Regions from separate parts of the Triticum aestivum genome. Here region 2 is linked to region 1. Evidence: chromatin contacts called from public Hi-C data. All regions are on one chromosome and are shown on one strand. Each heading gives the region's core, a stretch centred on a gene start, on an enhancer-like site or on the middle of the called end of the contact. The rest is flanking DNA. Distances are from core to core; before and after follow the strand shown.

What was found. Hi-C and Micro-C count contacts between places; a contact is called where the count stands out from the background.
Region 2: a contact with region 1 is called in a Hi-C map of leaf, with 2.2 times the contacts expected there. The contact joins the promoter of LOC123139186 here to the enhancer-like site in region 1. A contact is called at or near these places in 2 of 5 Hi-C or Micro-C datasets (both in leaf).

The regions. Positions count from the first base shown.
Region 1 is chr6B:680,011,679-680,017,262 of IWGSC CS RefSeq v2.1, forward strand. No RefSeq gene overlaps it. Among protein-coding and RNA genes, the nearest start is that of LOC123139186, 47 kb to the right of the region's middle. Within about 2 kb of position 2,268, at least 2 of the 8 cell types and tissues checked have an H3K27ac peak or open chromatin away from gene starts, as enhancers often do. A contact at or near this core is called in leaf, where this site is marked.
Region 2 is chr6B:680,058,910-680,065,094 of IWGSC CS RefSeq v2.1, forward strand. It overlaps LOC123139186, which reads left to right and starts at 2,666. Exons shown (of 6, transcript XR_006469482.1): 1 at 2,666-2,962; 2 at 3,548-4,483; 3 at 4,846-5,022; 4 at 5,742-5,832.

The sequences.
Region 1 (5,584 bases), core at 1,018-3,517:
CTGCCATTCCAGAAAAGCCTCAACCATGTTCATCAAATTGGACTTTAGCAAAGCCTTCGACTCCCTCTCTTGGGACTCTCTCGCCTCCATATAACGTTGTCGTGGCTTCCCGCCAAAATTCTCAGCATGGCTTCATGACCTCCTAGCAACTGGAAAAACTGCCGTGATGCTGAATGGGATCCCCGGAAGCTGGATAAATTGCAAAAATGGCCTCAGGCAGGGTGACCCTATATCGCCCTACCTCTTCATCATCGTTGCTGATCTCCTACAACAAATGATTCAACAAGACTGCGACCTAGCTCATCTCAGTCACCCCCTGTTCGCGCATCTCCCGCCCACTGTTTTACAATACGCTGACGACACCCTCATCATCGCCAAGGCATCTAGTGGCGCTCCTTAGCAGTTAAAAAACATCCTTCACGATTTTGCCATGGCCACTGGCCTTACTATCAACTTCACAAAAACGACTTACGTACCCATGCACGTCATCTCTTCCATGGCAGACTCCATTGCCTCCACCTTGCAATGCCCAACCTCAACATTTCCGCAGATCTACCTAGGCCTCCCCCTAACACCTACGCGACTGCCTACAAATGCCTTCTTACCGATCATCGAACGCTACCATAAATTCTTAACAGGTTGGCGTGCAAAAATCCTTTCCAAAGGGGATAGGCTCATCCTATTATCGGCGGTCCTCGACTCCCTTCTAGTCTACTTCATGTCAGTCTTCCCCATCCCCAAAAGTGTTCTTAAAACCCTAGACTCTATTCGATGAGCTTTTTTGGGGCTGCGGAAAAAACATGCACTGGTGCTCAATGCTTAGTTGCCTGGAAAAATGTGTGTAAACCAAAGAATTGTGGTGGTCTAGGGCTAAAAAATCTTCACAAGCAGAACAAATGCTTACTTATGAAATTTGCTGTAAAAGCTCTCTTACCAGACCAAACACCGTGGCCATACTGGATCGCTTTGCAACACCCAAATTCCCTCATTGCTCCACAAAATAGCCAATCCTTCATTTGCAGAACAATAAATCAACAGCTGCCAACACTTCATGCCATCTCATTTGTACTTGCAAATTCAGGCACTAAACCTACTTCTGGCTAGATACTTGGTTACACAGCCAGCCACTTGCTACTTTATTCCCCTGCCTATATTCACACACCACTATCCCACTAGCTCGTGTGGCTGTTGTCTTGAATCACGGTTTGGAAACAAACCTACGGAACCGCCTAACATTTGATGCTGCTACCGAGTTGTGCTCTTTGTTGTCTCTCCTGCAGGATTTTCGGTTGACGACAAGACCGGATGAGCGCTACCTCAATGGTGGCCTGCGCTTCTCCACGAGGGCGGCATACACGCTGACCATGGGCTCCAACGACGATGATAACGACGTACATGTCGTTGCCATCTGGTCTTCATGCGTTCCAAATCGCGTGAAGATCTTTGCATGGCTCATGTTTCGAGATCGACTCAACTCAAAAATCAACCTTCTGCGCAAGCATATCGTCACCGACTCTCTATGTCTGCGTTGCGGACATGATGGTGAAACCAGCGCCCACATATTCCTGGAATGTCCACTTGCACAACGTATTTAGCAAAGGATCGGCCTCTCTCCTTCCAGTTGCATTGATGGACTATGGGACTACTGTCTACCTACTCAGGTAGATGCGGTCATTTGGCACTCCGTCCTCCTCATCATCCTATGGAGATTTGGGATTCCAGAAACGCTATGACCTTCAAGCAAAAAAATCATCACAGTATTATCACTCTCAGGCGAATCGTCGATGACCTAATGCTCTAGACACACCGGATGAAGAAACCATTGCACAAACAGGCCGCCTCCTCCTGGCGTTCCTACCTCTTATCACGACTACACGTGCTCATGTAATTCCTCTTTGTAATCAGTTTGACGATGGGAGTACAAACTTGAGAAATATATTCAGGTGGGGAGCTCCCCTCCCCCCCCCCCCCCCCCCTGATTTTTCAAAAAAAAAAACGGATGCAATCAAGCCAGCCGCTCCCTGCTTCAGCATTGGAATCGCATGCAGAGCTAATTTAAAAACACCAGTTATATCTCCTATATACTCCAAACCTTAAAGAAAAAGTAGAGGATATATTTTGACAATGATTATGTCCTGTCCTTTAGTCCTTTTATTCTCGTGTCAACAGGAAATGTGTTGGAATTTCGCCTGCATATACACTGTCGAGAGACCGGCCAGGACGTCGGTGTCTGCACAAGGTTGACGGCCACTACCGGACATTCGACACGCAACGGCCCAGCACCTCTGATGGGTCAAGCGTACCGAACCATTCGCGCACATGCATGCACCCCTCACAAACCTTGAAGAATTTTCTTTTCCTTATTGCAATCATTTTTGGATTCCAGCGTTAAACCGCCAACGGGATAGGTATTGTTGGTTATCCTGTCAATTTGGTTATGAGCACTGTTGTCTTTTCTTGAAAGAAAACTCCTCACCTGGATTTGATACCTTCAAGTGTTTCATAAGCATGATACTTTTCCTACCTGCTAGTCAGGGACTTCAGAGACGAAAAATAACTTAATAAAAATAATACTAGTTGGTTAGTTAGTTGGGATGTATATCTTGGGACTTGGGAGACCGTATCCTGTTTCCTGCGTCTTTAGATAATGACATCCCCGGTCCGTCTCCGAGGGCGACGGCCTGATGGCTCCGGCTACGCGGAGCAGACAGCGGCGTGTACGTGGTTTGGAAAAGACGGCCGCAACGAATCGATGGATCTGGATAGCATACATCCCGGCCGGCATGAGCTCTGAACCGTCCCACTATCATCAACCCATGATTGGCCACAAAACTGACCGGTAACCATAAGCCGAGGGCCCCCCGCTGGTGGAGCATCATGCGACGCGCATCGTGCCAGCCTAGCTAGTCTTGGTTGTAGCTATGCGATTGTACTTTTTTTATAGAGGGCATTTTTATTAGAGTACTTAGAATGTAGCATAAAATTGATATCAAGCATGATGAGCAACACACGGCCTCTGCGTAACTAAGATGCACAAAGTCAATCATCAATAGTTTGATAAAAGAAAATAGAAAAGCAGCCATCTCTTCTTACCAATGTCCAATGTACGGACTGCCCTGCGGGCGGCTCTGGCGATGGGGGCGGCGCTCCCGTGCCTGGCCTTGCTTCCGGCGCTGGCGCTCTGGCCTCGGAGGGAGGTGGGTCGGCGACGGCCACGGAGGCGGCCAGGCGGACGGCCGGCCCCGCCTCGGGCGCGGTTGGTTGGTCGGGGAGCCGTTTTTGGGCGTTGGCCGATGTGGATTCCGACTGTGAAGAGGAGGAGGAGGAGGTGGGCGCTGCGGCGGGGTCAACGGTGGGCGGTCGTTCGGCGTGCTCCATCGGCGACTTTGTTGCGCGCGCGGAGGAGCTTGGGGGCTCCTTCAAGGCGGGGCGCCGGCGTGCTTTTGCACCCGGAGGCCGTGGCGCAAGGCGGCTTGCGCTCGCCGCGGGCCGGGGGCCGCACGCGTCTCCTGGTCGTGAGGGGAGGGGCAGCATGGGCTCCGCCGACGCGGGTCTGTGTCTGCGGCCAGCTCCGGGCCAGCTCCGCTTGGAGCGGGCGGTGCCTACGGCGGCGGCGGCGCCGGCGGATCAGGGCGTCGGTCGTCCTAGGGTTGGGGGCGACACGCGAGGGGCGGTGCTAGGCTGGGCTCCCGGGGCGCCAGGCGGCCCAATCGCAGGGCAGGCAAGTGTGTCGGCCCAGCCATGTGTTGTTTCAGTGAGGCAGGGGGGCCATCTCGAGGCCCAGCCCGGGCCACAGGTGGTAGCCTAGCCCACACCTGCCTGCGCCGCGCGGCCATATAAATGGCTTTGGCTTCCCCGTGGAACCCTAGATCCCTCACTAGGTTTTCCAGCCACCGATTCAGAGGTGCGGTGTTTCGGCCACTCCGCTCGCTTCCTCTTCCCCACTCCATCCCCCCCCCCCCGCCTCTGTTGCGCTCGTTCGTGGAGGTGGTGTCGATGGGGTCCAAGTCTGACCGCCGGGGGGAGAAGCCGCCCATAGAGCCACCGCGGCCGTGCCGACGACGAGGGTGGGTGGGGGCCGCCGCCCGCTTGGTGGCTCAAGGAGCAGGAGAGAAAGAAGAAGAAAAAGGAAGAGTACAAGAAGAAGGGGCTCGAGCTCAAGGGGCAGCTGGCCTCTCAGGACGGCGACCGCGCCGGAGATCTGCAAGCGAAGAAGCCGAAGCTCAAGCCTGCGGGGGGGGGGGGGGGGGCGGCTTCCAAGCCTCCCCTCCCGCCCAGATCCGAGTTGCCTGGCTCCTCTAAAGGCACGGTGGAGGCGCCGATCCCTGTCGAGGGCGCCGACGGCCCGGAGTGCTTCAAGTGCGGCCGCTCCGGCCACTTCCAGAACATGTGCACCTTCCAGCCGCTATGTGTGGTGTGCAACAAGGAGGGGCACACCTCGGCTCAGTGCCCAACCCGCGGCAAGCCTCTGCTCCTGCAAACTATGGGGCACGCCATCTCCGGTGAGGGATTCTTTTGCCTCCAGTATCCGGAGGATGCATGGGAGGAGCCACAGATCCTGCTGGGGGCCAACACGGCTGTGCTCTCCATGCCTTCCGGTGCGCTCTCGAGGGAGATCTTGGAGGTGGAGCTGCAGCACCTTTTTGAGGGTGCTTGGGACTGGCAGATTGCTCCCCTGGATGGTGGCGCATTCTCAGTGGTGTTTCCCGATCCAGCGATGCTCCGGATGGCTACAAGGAGCGGCAAGCTTTTCATGTCCCTCAATAACCTCATGGTGGATATTCGTGATGCGGTCCTCGACGCGCCCAAAGGTCTGGAGATGCCGGAGGTGTGGGTCAAGCTGGGTGGCATCCCTCCGAAGCAGCGGCGCTCCGACCGGCTCATGACGGCCACCACCATGCTCGGCCACCCCCTGCAGGTGGATGAGGAGTCCCTGATCCGCCCCGGGCCGGTCCGCATGCGCTTTGCCTGCCGCAACCCTCGCAAGCTTTGTGGGATGGTCCAGATCTGGTTCAACAACGACGGCTTCAACATCTCCGTCGAGCCCGAGCTCCCCCGGCGCAACTTGCGGCGCCCGCCCTCCCCTCCCCTCCCCCTCCTGGCAAGGGCCCAGACGGGACGGGGCGCGGCGGAGACCAAGATGATGACAAGGAGCTCGATGCAAGCATGGAGGACGACTCCATCGATACGGCGGCGTGGGAAAGCTGGGTATCACCGAGCAAGGCGGAGCAACGGCTCGTGCGCTGCAGCCCAGGATGGAGCAATCCCTGGCCGGAGGGTCGTCGCAGATGGAACTCTCCATCCCGAACTAATACGGCTCCAACCTGGGATCAGTCACGTCTCCTCCGGTGCGGATGGAGGCGGTGGTGGCCCCTTCGCAGTTGGAGGAGCCGGTGGGTGAGGAGCGCACCCCCATCGCGGTGTCGGCGGACTCTCTGCCTCCCCCCTCGCTCTCTCCATCACACAGCGGTCGCAGCAGCTGCAAGCTCGGCGCGGTGAAGCAGCTCAAGAAGGTGGCGGTGCGCAAGGTGTGTGCGGAGGCAGGCAGTGCTGCGGAGATCTTGGGGGCTCCGGCGATGCCGCG
Region 2 (6,185 bases), core at 1,416-3,915, 48 kb after region 1:
GACCAGGAAAGAAGCAGAGTAGCGGAGAAAGAATATTTGAGAAAAGAGGAAGAGCGGTGTTTGCTGAAAGAGGAGGAGAGGAAGCCAGAGGAAGCAACAAAGAGGAGGAGGGAGAGTGAAAAGGATATGTTTTACTGAAGAAGTTGGAGGTTAAGTGCCTTATAGTAGCATACTAAGTTGTGGGATTTTTTTAAAAATTCATACAGGAAGAGCCTTACCAGTAGGCTTTTCATTGCAGTGTTTTCATGGATTGGATGACACTCTTCCTCTTGATTGGTTTATTTAGGTAAGTTCATGATCATACACATGAAAACTATGACATGGAAACATGGAGTTTTGCGGGTAACATGAATTACATCGGCTTTTCTTTTTTCCAACCTTTTGTTTGGAATAAATATTTAGTACAACCATTGTCGAGTACTGAGCAACAAATCAGCTCCAAAGCATTCATCCATTTTCCTTTCTTTGTATAACGGGTTCAGTCAGATAATGACATGCGATTAATATCTTGTTGTTTGGGAGGTTTCGCCTATATGAAAATTAATGTTTTTGTTGACAATGAAGATTAGAATTTTGTACGCATGCTCTATAGTAAGTTACCATATTCAGATTAGTTGTCGAACTAACAAGAGTATGACCTGCTCAAATATCGTGATGGTTCCGTGAGTCTATTTTAGATGCCATTTTAGTTTGATGTCTTTTTATTGATTTTTCTTTATGATAATAATTGAGAAATAGAGAAGCATTGGTGTATCATATATTACCATAGTACATATTTTTATTATATTTAGTCATTTCCTTTTTCGTAGACATCCTCTATGTTGCTTAACAATATATTTTTGATCTGGACTTAATTTGGACATGCAAAGTGGGGACTGGCATGTCTAACCAAACTAATTTGACTATTGGAAGTTTTGATTTGGATATTTGTCTCTTCCTCGAGACTTATAATACAAATTACCTAGGAATACATTCATCAAGCTTGGCAAAAACTAAGGGGGCTTATAATATGACTACAGAAAAAGCTAATAAGTGCTCACATAAATTTGCTAACCTTTAAATTTATTTGCATCTCCTTCATTTGTCCATGCCGTGTAGTTTTTCCTCCACATGAACATTATTATTGGTAATTGAACATGTAAGATGAAAAACTATGTAAATATTAGACAACTACTACCTATGTACCAAAATATAAGACGATTTGCGGGCTAAACTAGCCTTAAAAACGTCTTTGATACAGATGGAGTATTTTCGTAACCATTTGTTGACAACGGAGGTGTGCGTTGCACATGCAAACTTACTAGTATTCTACGAAATGTCATTTTATATACACGAGAATTTACACATTTAGTCATTTTATCTTGCTTTGATATGAACATAGTTTGAATGAAACTGGTCGATCACACAAATAAAGGTGAGGTAAATCGAATGCGGATCACCAAATCGCCCCTAAGTATCAAGATCAGACAGTTGAACTATACATTTTGCCATCCAATGACAGTCAACAAATTTTTTGGACCAACTCGGGCGTATGAAATCCACAAATGGGAACCAAATCTAGGGGAGGTTTGCAGGCGTCCGGACCTCCGCCACGTCAGATTCCGACGTGCCCCGCCCACCAAAATACCACACCCAGAGCCCTTTCTCCCTCACTCTATCTCTCCACTTGTGCTCCGTATCCGCACCTTCAGAGACCGATGCCGCACTGTGACACACCCGCCTTGGACTGTGCCATCATTCCACCTCGAAACAGACCGTAGCCCAGACATGCTTCGCCCCCTGCCGATGTCGTACATGGCAGACACCACTCGCGACAAGTGTTCGGACAAATGCCATTGCTGCATTTTGACATTATTGTTGTTTATTCTGGAGCAAACATGATGACAATGTACTCTGACGAAGGAGGATGAATTGTTCTATGAGGCGTGATTGGCCATATCGATACACTACTGTATTAAGATAGTTTCACACACGTCCTAAGATGTCTGTTTTTTTGAGACAGTCAGACAGTGTCTGTTGGACTCACACGTCCCCTAAAAAAAGTTGGACTCACACGCTCCCGTTTGACTTGCCGAGATGTACACGCTCATGTGTCAATTTGTAATACCATCTACTGTATCTTTGATCAAAATTAAAATTATGTTGTGAATCAATCTATTGTTGGATGGTTAGGAGGATAGTGGTATCCCTAACGCATTAGGGTTTAAGTCCTGGTGCCAGCATTTATTCTGAATTTATTTTAGAATTTCCGGCGATGCGCGTTCAGTGGGAGGAGACGTTCTCGTCAACTACGAAGCGCTTACGTGACTTTGTAAAGTCTCAAGATGATATGCTGGCTCAGTCTCTCGGAGGTGCTCATAGGAGTAGGGGATGAGTGTATGCGCGTTTATATGAGTGCTTGAGTCTGTACTGTGTTAATTTTTTTTAAAAAATATGTTTACACGCATTTAACCACCGCAGCCCGCATTTCCTTTTTCCCCGTCGACATCCACAGTTTGTGTGGACTCAACAAGCACCATTTTTATGTTCTTGACTCGTACCCAAAGTCAATGGTTCAAGGTCGGGATAAAAACCTGTCCGGCCGGCAACCATCGCCCGCAAAAATAAATAAACGAATTCCGAAGCGAAAGCAATCTATAAAGCGCGCAGATGTAAAAGGGACAGCGCCCCGCACCCACGGCACTTCCCAGCCCTGCTCTCCCCTCCCCCTCCCCTCCCCACTCTCTCCCCCAAATCGGAGAGCGGAGGAACCCACAGACCCATCCATCCATCCGGAAAGTCGAGCGAGATGGGCGCCGCGAGCAGCAGCTGCGCCGCCGGCCCGTCGTCTTCGTCGCCGCCGCCGCGTCGCCGGCCGCGGATCGGCCTCGGCGGGTGCTTCGGGGCCGGATCCTCCGCGCGCGACGGCGGGGGCCTCGCCGCCGCCGCCGCCGCGGCCGCCTCCTCCTCGCGCGCCCTCCAGGTAGTCGCTCCTGGCCTTCTAGCGCCGCGCCGTCGCTTGGCTTGAGGTACCGGGGACGGGGAACAAGGTTCGGTCGCCTGGTGTCGAGGGATTTGTCGGTGGTTACTGTTCCTGGGTCGTGGGATTGGGGATGGTGATTCTGGCGGCGTAGCTTTGGTTAGGAGAAGCCATGGACTTGCGTCCGGAGCTTTTAATCACCATTTCCTTCGTACCGCTGCTTGCTCAATCATGATGAGTAGTAGTATGGGCTATGGACGAGGGTTGACTAGCTGAATGAACATTTATGTCCCTTCCTTACACATCCGTGCCATGCAAACATGATTACCTGCCTCTGGATTTACTAGCCTTAGCTATATTTTCAACCCTCATAATGGACATGAGTGGAGAGCTCGCAGAATCTGTCATTCCACACTAATAGTATCGGGTCTCTTGAGTGACAAGCTGAGCTAAATCTGTGAAATTGCAACATTTCTGTATGTTGAAGTGCCAGTGGGGTTTCATGCTTTCAGTGGATAAGGTTGCTCTGTTTTCCTTCTGTTTTGTTATCTATGTTGTTGACTGATGTCAGGAAGGTGTATTGTGCAGGCAGCAACTCGGCAAGCAGAGCGAGCAGCGGCTGGGCTAGATTTCCAGCCTTCCCTGTCTGCTAAGGATCTTCGCCACACCAGCGAGCCAGACCCAAGAGTGCATCCGTCTTCAAGCACCATAAGTCACCGCCTCCGGTTCAACCACCTGGACTGTCACGAGAACAAGGAGCATGCCCTGCGAATTAAAGATGCTGAAACGAGTGGTCTGGCGAGTTCATCAGGAAAGGATGCCGTGATTAGGGGAAATCTCAGTAATGAAGCTGGCAATGATGAGAGAACATCTGGGGAAGGGGTTAGTCCTATGGCACAAGAGCTTGTAGAACCTGCACCTGATAATGTCCATATTGACGCAGTTTTCATTACAGAAGTTAGTGGCTCCTTGTCCCAGTCTGATTTCCACTCCTCGCTGATGACATCTGAAAGGATCATGCCTGGCTTGGAAGACGGCGAGACAGCTCTCCGCAGGACTTCATCCAGAGATGTTTTGTCAAGTGAAAGATCAGATGTTTCTCAATCCAGCTTGACATCTGTGTTGCCTGCTACTTCAAGCGCATCATCCATCGTTGGTGAATCAATTCCAGATGCAACTGCTAGCAGAGAAGATGTTCCAACCATATTCAGTGTGTCTCATGGTCAGATTGGTGGCAGTACAGTGCATGAAGACATGGTTAGCATTTTCTCAAATGATGGCCCAGAACACCCCCGAGATTCCAGCAATGGTGAAACAAGAAGAAATCATAGAAGAGTCCTATGGGATTCATTTTCAAGACGTGGTTCTAGAGGTTATCTAGATTCAGACACTGATGATCTGGGATTTTACAGTAGATGGCTAGACCTTGGTGATGATCTTTTTGGTGATGAGGTTGAGGAGGCACGATACTTTCATCGTAGACGCCATGGTTCAATCAGAGTAAACCAGTATTCAAGATCTCGGGTAATTGCTCTGGCCTATGACAGCTATGCCTACTCTTTCATATGTTGCGATTCCATATTTAGGAAATGTTATTGGTGTCACCATGTCCAGATTAAGTTAATTGTTGATGTTGGTTTGCACCATTATCTGAAGATTCTGAACAAAAACATGTACCTTTAATCATCATATATTTTTGTCTCTATTTGCTTTCAGCATATTCAGAATTCCGTGAACTGAACCTACTTTATGTGCTGCATATGCTGTTTCATTTCTGCACTTCTTTTATGCTTATGCTAGATATTATTGTTTTCTACTCCTTCATCATTTGCTGCTTGATCCCATGCACAATGTGTCCTGAAGATGGTGCTATTGTTTTGTTACAGATTAGGGAGCACCGTCGTGCTATTTTTGATAGTGGGAACGGACAAAGTACTGCTGCTTGTCCTTTGGGGATCCACCAAATTGGCAGATGCACCTGTGATGCATTCTTGGTCGCTGAAGAATCTAGTGCTCGCGCAAGTATATCAAGAATTGTCATGTTAACGGAGGCATTATTTGAGGTTTGCTCTTTTCCTTCATTTTTTAAATATGTTTATTTCAAGTGTTGAGAACTATTTAGCATTCAGTATGTTGAATTTGTGTTCCTCAGGTTTGATTCATTGGATTGTCATCATCATTCTAGTTGTGTTTAGAAGAACTAAGAGACACAACTGCATATATGTTATATATATAGTACGAAGAATTTTGACAATACTGCTCTGCTGCTTTACTTCTGAATTTTGGAAAATGTATGTGATTGCCATGTGCAGCTGTTACTCCAGTTACAGACTTCAGTACAGCAACTTGATAATTTTACTCAGATTCATATTGAAATTTGAAGTCACTGCATTAGACGGGAACTTCAACTATTTCCTCTTTTGCCTAAAGGTCGCGTCAACCTGCTTGAATTAGTAAATCACCAGACAACAACAAAATAAAATTGGCCGCGTAAGTTGCAGAACGAAGTCAGTATTCCAGGGATTGTTTTGTGGCTATGTCTGTATGATGGTTAATTAATTTATGGGGCCAAAGCACCACCAGAAAATTAGAAATGGGAAGTTTGATAGTTCACTTTATAGAGGGATGTAAATTGTAATTAACGTTAATTTGCACCCATTGACTGAACTAGGAGTGGAATGTTTAAAGGATGATTACTTCAATTTCACTGATCCTTTGCTGTTTTTGTGTGAGATTTCTTTCCTAGTTACTTAGTATGCTTATGTGCACAAATTTTTTCCAGGTATTGGATGAGATTCACCGGCAACCCTCATCACTTTCACTTTCCATGGCCTCTGCTCAAGCTCCAGAGGCTGTGGTTAATTCATTACCATGTAAGAGCTACAAAAAGCTTGAGACAGCCCAATGCAGTGCTGATATGGAACAGTGAGCTTCTTGTCATTTTAATCTATCTAATTTTCCTAAGGAAGCAGTTTTACTAATTCTGATATTGGTATGTTTCTGATAATTGCTTCAAATAAACCTCCCAACGGTTTTATCTTACACCTATTATAATCCAGCCAGAAACCATATTATGAGACACTGAATAATAATCTATACAATTTTAATTGCTAACTATAGGCATTGTTGACATCTTAGAGAGCTACGAAGGAAGCATGTTTTGGTTAATACTGTCTTCCATGACATAATATCTATCACAATGAGCTAGGTGTTAAAATCACCATGT